Linked DNA regions of Gossypium hirsutum: region 1 is linked to region 2. Evidence: chromatin contacts called from public Hi-C data. All regions are on one chromosome and are shown on one strand. The core of a region is the stretch at or near the end of the contact, and the rest is flanking DNA. Distances in the headings are between cores, read along the strand shown.

Region 1 (5,134 bases), core at 2,250-4,749, 41 kb before region 2:
GCTCTTGGTTAATGATGCTTTAATTAACAGAATAATTAACAAAATTGAATACGTTTGTCTTGTTTGTTTGGTTAGAATCAAATTCATGCATTCCTTTCAGGAGCTCTAACATAGGCACTTTCTTTTTTTCTTTGGTGTGTGTGTATGTGCTTATATTTTTTTACTTGTCTCTTTGTCTCAAGGGGAAAAGTCTTCATGAGCCTCTGAATAGGCGAATATTTGCTGTGGAAAGTTTGAAACATGCTGAAACTTCACAGCACGTGGATGCTACGAAGTAAGTCCTTGGGGGCAAAAAGAATTTTGCTATAAGCGCGATTGTTCCTCAGTAATGTTCTTATTTTCCTCGACTAGTGATACTAAATAATTGTAGTTGAACTATTATGTTCTTTACGGAACGATAGTACACTCTGCAAATTGACATGAACAGTGATTTCATATGAAATTTAAGCTAAAGAGAATTCAGTCTGTCTGTGATTTGCTGCATCTTTTAGTAGCGTAGTTAACTTTCAATTGCCTTTACTACAGTAAATAAATGCTTCATTAAGAACAGTAATCATATTTAAAAGCTGTGTTTAATTTTTAACTATATATGATACTATGTCTCAAATGGTGAAAGCATATATCCAGGACATACATTCAGCCCGAATGCACATATAACCTCCCTACCAGCTGCGTTTTTAGTTCAACGGCCTCCTTAGCATCTTTAAGTTTGCAGTAAAAGCTAAAACCTAGGTTTTATGTCTAATTTACACTGTTCATGCTTATCATTTAACCTAATTAGAGGTGCCACTACACCCCTCATCGAGGGTTACAACTATGATTTATAGATTAGATGCCAATGCGCCATATATTATTTTACTTACCATCCAAGCCATTAGCATTTCTCTACATAAGAAAGTGTGGTATTTAGACTGAGGTCTTTCGGTATTTGGTAGCCACATATTTATTACTCAGAAATGGGGCTCATAGTCAGTTGGCGTGTCTCAGGTCCTATTTCTAACTGCATGGCCATGTTACATGTACTATACTACTTTTGGATCCTATATGAGTCTGGGTATAATATGGCAGAGCCCCATCCAAATATGTTTAATTATTATGGGCTTTATTTTTGGAAAATTTCATAAATAAGGGCAAAAAAAAAAGCATAAGCAATCAAGCATTCTTTTGTTGCTTTATGAAAGGCTTTGGGCCTCTAGCCTGACCCAATTTCCACTTGTTCCTTTTTGAAAACTTACACGTTTTTTACTTTAATTTGTACCATATGGAATTGAACAACTATCTGAGTACTACTGTTAAATTATTAATATGAAAATTAACAACTTAGCAATAAAAATCAATTTACTAAAATAAATTTTGAAAAACAAAAAATGAAATTCATAATTAAGCACTTATACAAAAGCATATGCAAATTTAAAAAATAAATAATGAGTAAATTATACCAACACCACTAAATTATGAAGAAGATTTTGAAATTGAGTGATCAAAATATAAATTTATTAACGATTTATTAAGTGGGTGTAATCCTAATAAATAAATAAGCAATAAAAAAAAGTTTTGACAATTTTAAAAAATTGAAAGAAAAAAGTCCCACATGGTACAAAAGAAAAGAGAGAGGGGAAATAAAATAATAAAACACCAAAACCAGAAAGTCCCAAAGATAATATTCTGATGGAGAGATTGTTGAAATCTTTTGTAGGCCCATGTGGTCCCCTTTTAAGGGATATTAGAGTTAAAGACCCATGTCCCATTCACATGGCTCCCCCAATCCTGAAATACCATAATCTTATTTATTTATTTATTATATTGCTACTTTTAAAAATGGTACAACTTTACTATATTTTAGTATAAAACTAAAAACAAAATACAAGTAATAATAGCTTAGCTTTGAGTTTAAAAAGGGAAAGAGCATTATAGCAATTTGGTTTTGGTTTCCTTGGCGGTGGTAGCATTATAGAAATTTATGTTGAATCAAAAGCAAATATAACCCCAATGCCCAAATGGGAGGGAGGTCCATACCATACCCTCCTTATTCCATTGTTCCTTGGTGGAGAAACATGTCTCCCGCCACCCTTTATTTTCTTATCTTTTAACTTGCCATTGTATTTCTACGGTCAACTTTTTCATTTTCTTAGGGTGTTGGATTCAACATTTCGATTTAGTTCATTTTTATAAATTTATAAAATAATTAATATCACACCACTAAATATTTTTTTAATTAAAATCCATACGTATTAGTATTGTTTTTTTTAATATAAAATTTTGAACCTTATATATTTTTTAAAAATTATTTAATATATATAATAATTATAAATATGAAATGAAATAATTTTTAAATAAAAATTTATCATTCAATAAATTCAAAATAAACAAAGAAAAAAGGGAGAGCATTTCATACTTTAAACAATAAGATTATCACTCACAATACGATGATAGTTCCATAAGAACATATAGATAAACCTATGTTCATGAAGCTTATAAGAATTTTCATCAATACAAGAAAAAAAATGATTACTATGATTTTTTTTACACCAACTGGTATAGTCGAAACTAGTGTGAAACCCATTAGCTAATCTAAATTAAATCGATTTACACTCATTTTTACTCACCTAATGTGAAACCCATTAGCTAATCCAAATTAAGAAACCAGTACATTAAAGTGTGTGTATGTGTATGGTTTAAATGAGGGTAGGACAGAATGCAAAAAGAAAAAAAAAAGTCAGGTTGGAATTACTACATAACAAGAGATTGGGGGAAAACGGGGATGCTTGGGTTAGGGCAGGAAGCGAAGTGACAAGACAGAGTAGGGTGGTTGCACTTGTTTCATTCAAAGGATCATCATCATCCATGATCCGATCCCCCCATGGAACTGGGTTTTGGTTACAAGTTTTAGTGGCAGTGGTACCACCACCACTTCATTAACAAACACCTACCACTGCCCTTTTGTCTGATTTGAGGGACAAATTGAATATCGAGAAGGACAAAATAGAAAGATGGTAAATGTGTAATAAAAGTACTGCAAGCCTTTGATTCCAGAAATTGAATCAACATGTACAACTTGTCTTTGTTTGCAACTCAGGAAATTCGTGTTTTATTATTTTATTTTATTTTTTGTAATGAAACTCTATATATAGATATATATATATAAGAGGAGACGATTGGGTGTTCGCTCAATTGACATCAATATTATTAACAATGTAAGAATATGTGAGTTTTAGTACACTAAAATATAATTCTAAGCATTGTATCAAAACACACTAAAAAATAATTTTTTTATGTAATTTGTGAATGTATAATCATATTTGAAATATTTGAAATTATTAATAATTAAATTTCAAGGTATTCGTGTGTTTTCATCTATTATATTTTTGGGGGGAACAAAGTTTTTTTTTATTGAAAAGAAGTATTTTAGTTTTAATTTTAGGAGGGTATGTTGATAACATATCTATTATGGTTGAGATTTTATATTTTTTCATATGACGTTTCGATAGAGGGAGGTGTTTGGCTTTTCTTGTTTTTATTGCAAATTGCATGTGATGTGGGGACAACCTCTTCCAGCTGTCTGCATCCAACCCTCTTTAATTTGCCTTCCCATCTCTCTCAAGCATCAATATGCTTGTACCATATTCCTCTTTTTATATATATACACATACCATTATATATAAAATTGTTTCATATATAATTCAGTATAAAAAATACGGATTTAAGTGTGTTAAAACACATTATCTTTTTATTTAAGGGACTATAAATAGTACTAGGCATTATACCAAAAATAGATAATAAGAACCTATAATAAGATTAATGGTCAAAAAATTTGTTTCATTTATTGATCGATATTTTTTTTTAATTGTATAAGTGAAGTTAAAAAATATCATTTATGTTTAATTGTTAAAAAAAATATAATTTGATTTCCATAAAATTATTAGAGAAGGAGTAGATTGTATTTCTGGCTCTTTACTAAAAAAATAGATAAATTAATATTTATTCATTTCAAAACGTGTAAATTAATTCATCCATTAAATTATCTTCTAAATGATGATGTGGACATGCTGAAAATTATTTCTTATGGTAAAATATAAAAATAGTCACTCAAGTTTGTATTTCATTAAATGCATTTCATTTAGTCATAATTTTTTCGAAATTAAATATTTTAGTCACTCTGGACTTATGTGGGCTTTTTCTATTAATCTAGTAACACAATTAACCATCTAATGTTTATACATTCTATCAAATTGATCTTAAATATAAAAAATTCAACAAATTTAGCCCTCGATATTTATAAAATTTGTCATTTTAGTTCTAATTCTAAAAAATCAATAAATTTGGCCCTCAACATTTGCAACACCTATCAATTTAGTCCTAACTTTAAAAATTTTAAAAATATCTTCTTTCAAGTCGCTTGCAACACTTTCTTTTACTATAATTTAGACTTCACATTGGATCAAACAAATTAATTTAGACATTATTTGGAATAATTGGCTACATTACTATCCGGACAAATAACGTTTTTAATGCCTTTATTATTTTTTGGATCTTAAATCTTTGTGTTTTATCCTAACCTTTTAAAGTATAATTTAGGCTTCACACTAGATCAAACCAATTGATTTGGAACTTATTTGGAATAATTGACTGCATTACTACCCGAACTTATAATGTTTTTAATGCTTTTATTTTCTTTTAGATCTTTTTCTTTCTTTGGTTTATCTTGACTTTTTAGAATTTTTTTACAATTGACTTAAAAGTGAATACTTTTTTTTTATTTTAATAACCCACACGGGTTAACTAATGGGTTATAAATGGATAAAAATTATTTTTTAAATATTGTTAAAATTTTCAGAGTTAAGATTAAATTAATATATTTTGTAAATGTTGAGAGGTTAAATTTATTAATTTTTTTATATTTATGATCAAATTGATAGAATACGTAAACATTAAAGTGCTAATTTTGTTATTAGATTAATTTAAAAAAGCTCCGGTAAATTTAGAGTGACTAAAATATTTAATTTCAAAAAATTTAGTGACTAAATAAATAATAATAATTAGATGAACAAAATAGGATGAACGGCACAATTGGATAACTATGAACGGCACAATTGGATAACTATTTTTAGTATTTACCTATAAAAAATGTAGCATC
Region 2 (5,289 bases), core at 2,048-4,547:
TGCAAGCACCAATGTTTCATTTACATATTTTTAGTCAAAAATTGCCAACATGACATGTTGTCCTCATATAACATTGCATATGGTTGACAAAAAATGAATATGTTAAGTTCATAAATTTTGACAGAAATTGCAAACAACGATAATAATTAGATTAGAATTTTTTAATTGAAAAAGTAGGAGGATCGAATTTTTAACTTTTAAATATAATGACTAAATCTTAAATTCTAAATACGTACATAGACTAATAATATATTTTAACCTAGAAAAAAATTATAATTTTTTAGAGTACAAACACATAATACTCACCTATTTTACGATTTGAATTTAATTTTATTCGGATTAAAATAATATTCAAAATCCTAAATTGTTTTTCAATTAATGTCCATATATAGCTTGTATCTTCTTATTTGTTAAAAGTATATGAATAATTTTAGAATAAATTTTTTATCCTTGTTTCATTTCATCATTAGAAAGAAACAATATGCATATCAGGTCAAGCAAAGACCTAATAAAATATACAAGACATGATAGGAACAAAAACACTAAATTACGACTAATATTATTTGAATTGGATTAAATCAGTCGGAGTATTGATTTAAAAAAGGATATTGAACTAATTATTCTAGGAACCAGTACAAAACAATAGAATCAGTAGAATAAAATTTTTAATATATTTTATTTTTTATAATTTTTTAATAATTGATTTAATCTAATTTTAAAAACCTTGCATACCATGCCAATATATATTTTTTTTCATGGGTGTAAGAGAAGACTCTATGTTATTCGCTTTTAATCACCATTAATCACAACCTTAACACATATGAGGGTTAATAGGGTCTGATTAATTGGTGTTTATAGCACTAGTTTTAAGCTAAAAAATCATAATTAATTATATTAGATTTTAAAGAGCCGAATGAATTGATTTCACCATCTATGTTTCTTTTTACGAAGTTAGAAAAATTATTCTAAAAGTATTTATAATTTTATATGTTGTGATTAATTAAAAAAATAAATACACATAATAAAAATAATCCAATTTGAACTTAAAATATTAATACTTTTCACTTAATTCAATTTTATTATTTTAACTAAAGTTACGTTTAGATATTATCTTTTTTGTTACAATGTAAAAAGTTAAACTTCAAAGTTCAATCAATAAATTAAATTTTTGTTCCTTAACACTTATCTCGCAACATAACCTTTGAGCAAAAATATAAAATCTGGTTGTACAGCCCATAACCCATTTAATTATAGCATTAACAATCATATTCACTGTTCTTGACACATAAAATATCTTGTCAATTTTTCCCCATCCAATTACAAATCTCTAGCTTTAAATTTGATAATCCCAGCCGCTCAATTAAATCAAGAGCAACTTTGCTATACACGAATTTGCCATATATTTGAAAGGTAGTAGAAGTGACACGTAGTAAGGAAAAGGTTGGAAGAAAAGAGCAGCAGTTGCTTAAAGAAATAAGAATGGTTGGGTGGCAATGTGAAATAGTAGGGGAATATAGAATGCCACACATTTTGGTATCTCATCCCATCATATTTTCAAGAATTACAATTTATGATATGATATGATGGTGATCATTTTGTTGATCATGGCATGGCATATTGATTCTCAGATCCCATCAATTTTAGTGTTAAATTTCTGTCATCCATCCCTTCTACACAAATAACAATTGAAATTCGTACCAACAATACAACAAAATATCTTAGGAACAAATTTGACATTTCACATCCATCAAATAAAGATGAAAGGAATATGATTTTATTCCTCAATTTTTAACATCTATGAACCAAAACCAGTAATTCATTATTGAAAATTTTCATATTTTTTATTTTTTGAAATTATAAATATTCTTTTATTTTTTAAATATATTTTTAAATTTGTTGATTGAGTTGACTTAACAAGTCAAATAATATTAATTCGAGTGTAAATTTACTTTGAAATAAAAAAAAACAAAAAAAAAACAGGCCTAACAAAACAAATAGAATCAATGATACTTTTCCAAAAAAAGAAGAAGAAGAAGTATAATTAAAGATTTTAATATATTTTTACCTTTTTAAAACATAAATCATATGTGTGGGTTTGGTCCTTAATACATGTATTATGGTTTGTTTTGTATTAATTAACTATTTATGCTTTGTTTAATTATTAATGTAATAATATGAGGAAAAGTGCATTTAGGACAAATGTGTTAAAATAGTTGGATATAAAATAATATTTTTTCAAAATAAGTGAACAAAAATTATTTATCTCGATCAGGGTTGCAAAGTATTACCATACAAATCAAAACTAAAACATTTAACTTCAAAACGGAAAAAAAAATTATGCAACTTAATATAATCATAGTAAAAATACTAATTAAGCCATCGGGGCCCTAAAAATAACTTGGGAACAATCAGGGACTAATTTATAATAAAATAGAAAATTTTGAAAAAAATTTAAAAAATAGAAAAACATGGGTCACATGGCCGTGTGACATAGTCCAGGCTGTTCCAGTTACAGAGACAGGTTAGGGATGTTACAAATTTCTTCTCTTTGTTAAAAATTATTTTGAATTTTTATGAAATTTTTATATATTTATTTTTCTGAATATATTTATAAATTTTAAATTATTTGTTGATGTATTATTTTAAAAAAATGGTGTTGTATTAGTATGAAGTATATATGAATTATCACGCAGGTTGTTCGTAAAAGAATGTTTTAGTCAATATTTTTATTTAGAAAATAATTTAATTTTTTTAAAATATTAATAATCAAAATTAGCTTAAAAAATAAGAACAAAATGATAAAAAAATGTAAAAATTAAAGATTAAAATTACTATTATGCTTTCTAAAAAAAACCAAAGACAAAAGGTCCCTTCTGCTTCTATTTCCAAATAACTCAATTCGAATGACTAAAATGAATGTACACTTATCCTGCCATTAACCAAATAAACGGTGAGTGATTAAACCGAAAAACCTTTCTAAGGATGGTGTTATATTTGAGATTTTCTTTTTTCAGTGACCAAATCGAATATTTGTTAAAGTTGGGTGACTTAATGGTGCAGTTTATACATTTGAAAAAAAGAAGAAGACAAAAGCGCTCCGCTGCAACACGCCCACGTGTTGGGTTACTGTCCAGTAAATCGAATGTCTCCTTAAAAGCATTCACAGAAATAATATCTGCTTCGAAATAGATTTTTTAGCAGTGGGTCCCACGCAAGAAAAATATCCCCAAACGCCGAAGCCCATGTTTGACCCCTTATTTTTCATTCATTCTTTTTTCTTTTTTGTAAAATATGAGCCCCACAATCCATGGCTTTCCGTAGGCCACACAAAATAGATTTTTAGATATTTTCCACCTTGGTCGCCGGTCAGATATTTATCACCGTTGGATTAGAATTAGATGCATACTTGATTCAGTTTCATACCGTCCGATTAAAGTTAAGATTATTATTATTATTATTATTTTTTTAATGTTGATTTTAGTAGTTGGGAATTGGACAGATTTTTGATTCTTTGCTTTGCTTTGCTAAGTTCAGAGTTGTAAAAAAAAAAAGTTATAGATTTTAGTGGTATACAAAAAAAGAAGCAGAAAAAAAAAAACTATGGGGGATTTTGTGGTGATGAGTTGCGAGGAAGTGAAGGAGGTGAAAGGTAACAGTGATACAGAGATGGAAAGTGGGGAATTTGAAGGGATAAAGAAGAAGAAAAGGAAGCAGCAGCAAGAAAGTTGTGTCTATGGTGAAGTGGTGAAATGGGAAAGGTGGATGGCTTTAAGGGTTTTGTTGATCGAAGCTGATGATTCAACCAGGCAAATTATAGCTGCTCTTCTCAAGAAATGCAATTATAAAGGTTAGGGCAAATCCTTTTTTTCCCCTCAATTTTATCCCTGAACTATTACTATTTGTTTCTCCTTTTTTTAAAAGCACAGCAAAGGGTGTTATTTGATCTTGGAATTAAGCTGTTTTCAAATAAGAAATTCTTTAGAATTGTTTTATACTACATTTGGAACTGAAAATGGTGCATTTCCCCCCATCTTTTTGAGCAGTTTCTGCAGTTCCAGATGGGTTGAAGGCATGGGAGATGCTGAAGGGAAAACCCCATAACTATGATCTCATTTTGGCAGAAGTGGATTTGCCATCTATATCTGGATTTGCTCTTCTTACACTAATCATGGAGCATGAGCTTTGTAAAAGCATCCCTGTTATAAGTATGATATAAAAAGATACGAATTTGGTAGTAGTTTCTACTATGGGTCCATAACAAACTAACTTAAATCAAGTTTCTTGTTTTGTCATTTTGCGTAAATATTGCAGTGATGTCCTCACAAGATTCAGTAAGCACAGTATACAAATGCATGTTGAGAGGGGCTGCTGATTACCTTGTTAAGCCAGTAAGGAGAAATGAACTGAGAAACTTATGGCAGCATGCGTGGAGAAGACAATCAGTATGCTTTACTTCTTTCACTTTATTTGTAATAGTTTTCCAATTTTTTTGTTCTGATCCTGTTTTGTATCTGTTGTTCGAATCAGTCTATAATTGATGGAAACTTCCCCGGGGATGAGAGCATTGGACGCAAACAGGTTGAAGCTACCTCTGAAAATGATGCTGCAAGACAAACTGATAAAGGAAGTGATACTCAGGTCAGTGCCATTTGAGCTTTGTTGTTTGATTGATCAGTGAATTTCCTGTATATAAGATTTGTCTTACACTTAACCGTGCCATTTAAGATGATATACTATTTCCATAGCGGTGAATTTTTGGTGTGTGGAGTGTTAAAGCTTATATGCTATCTTGTCATGAATTCAAGTAGAGATTTATGTGTATTGAAGAGGTCACTCATGGTCGAAAGGAATTTGTTTTTGTTTTCAGTTTAAATTGAGTACATGAAGTTTACAATAATGCATAATTACTATCTCTTGCAGAGCTCTTGTATAAAGCCGGACATGGAGGCTGAGAGTGCCGACATGGAAACTATCCAGGAATTTTCACACTTGATAAAGGGAAAATCGCAACCAAGTGGATCGCAGATGCATGAAGCTCATGACGGTTTAAATCAGAATCTGCTCATGCATGAGACGAAAACTAGTGGTAAGACAAGATATTTTTGAGTTTTGGCATTGCTTTTCTGCTCAGTAGGAGAACATCTAACCTTTTACAAATGTCTCAATCAAATTTGTAAGCAGTCAATGACTGCAAGGATCCCAACCTGACAACTGCGTACAAGGGTGTTGAACTGGAATGTCAAAGAACGAATACGAATATTTCGGCTGAGGCTGGTAATGCACTTGCTG

What was found. Hi-C and Micro-C count contacts between places; a contact is called where the count stands out from the background.
Region 1: a Hi-C map of leaf shows a contact between it and region 2, with 3 times the contacts expected there. The contact joins the enhancer-like site here to the promoter of LOC107929466 in region 2. A contact is called at or near these places in 8 of 34 Hi-C or Micro-C datasets (callus, leaf and petal).

What each region holds. Positions count from the first base shown.
Region 1 is chrA12:106,491,511-106,496,644 of Gossypium_hirsutum_v2.1, reverse strand. No RefSeq gene overlaps it. Among protein-coding and RNA genes, the nearest start is that of LOC107929567, 11 kb to the left of the region's middle. Within about 2 kb of position 3,499, at least 4 of the 9 cell types and tissues checked have an H3K27ac peak or open chromatin away from gene starts, as enhancers often do. A contact at or near this core is called in leaf, where this site is marked.
Region 2 is chrA12:106,450,480-106,455,768 of Gossypium_hirsutum_v2.1, reverse strand. It overlaps LOC107929466 (two-component response regulator-like APRR5), which reads left to right and starts at 3,297. Exons shown (of 8, transcript XM_016860896.2): 1 at 3,297-3,847; 2 at 4,044-4,205; 3 at 4,312-4,442; 4 at 4,528-4,638; 5 at 4,921-5,086; 6 at 5,182-5,289. The coding sequence starts at 3,601.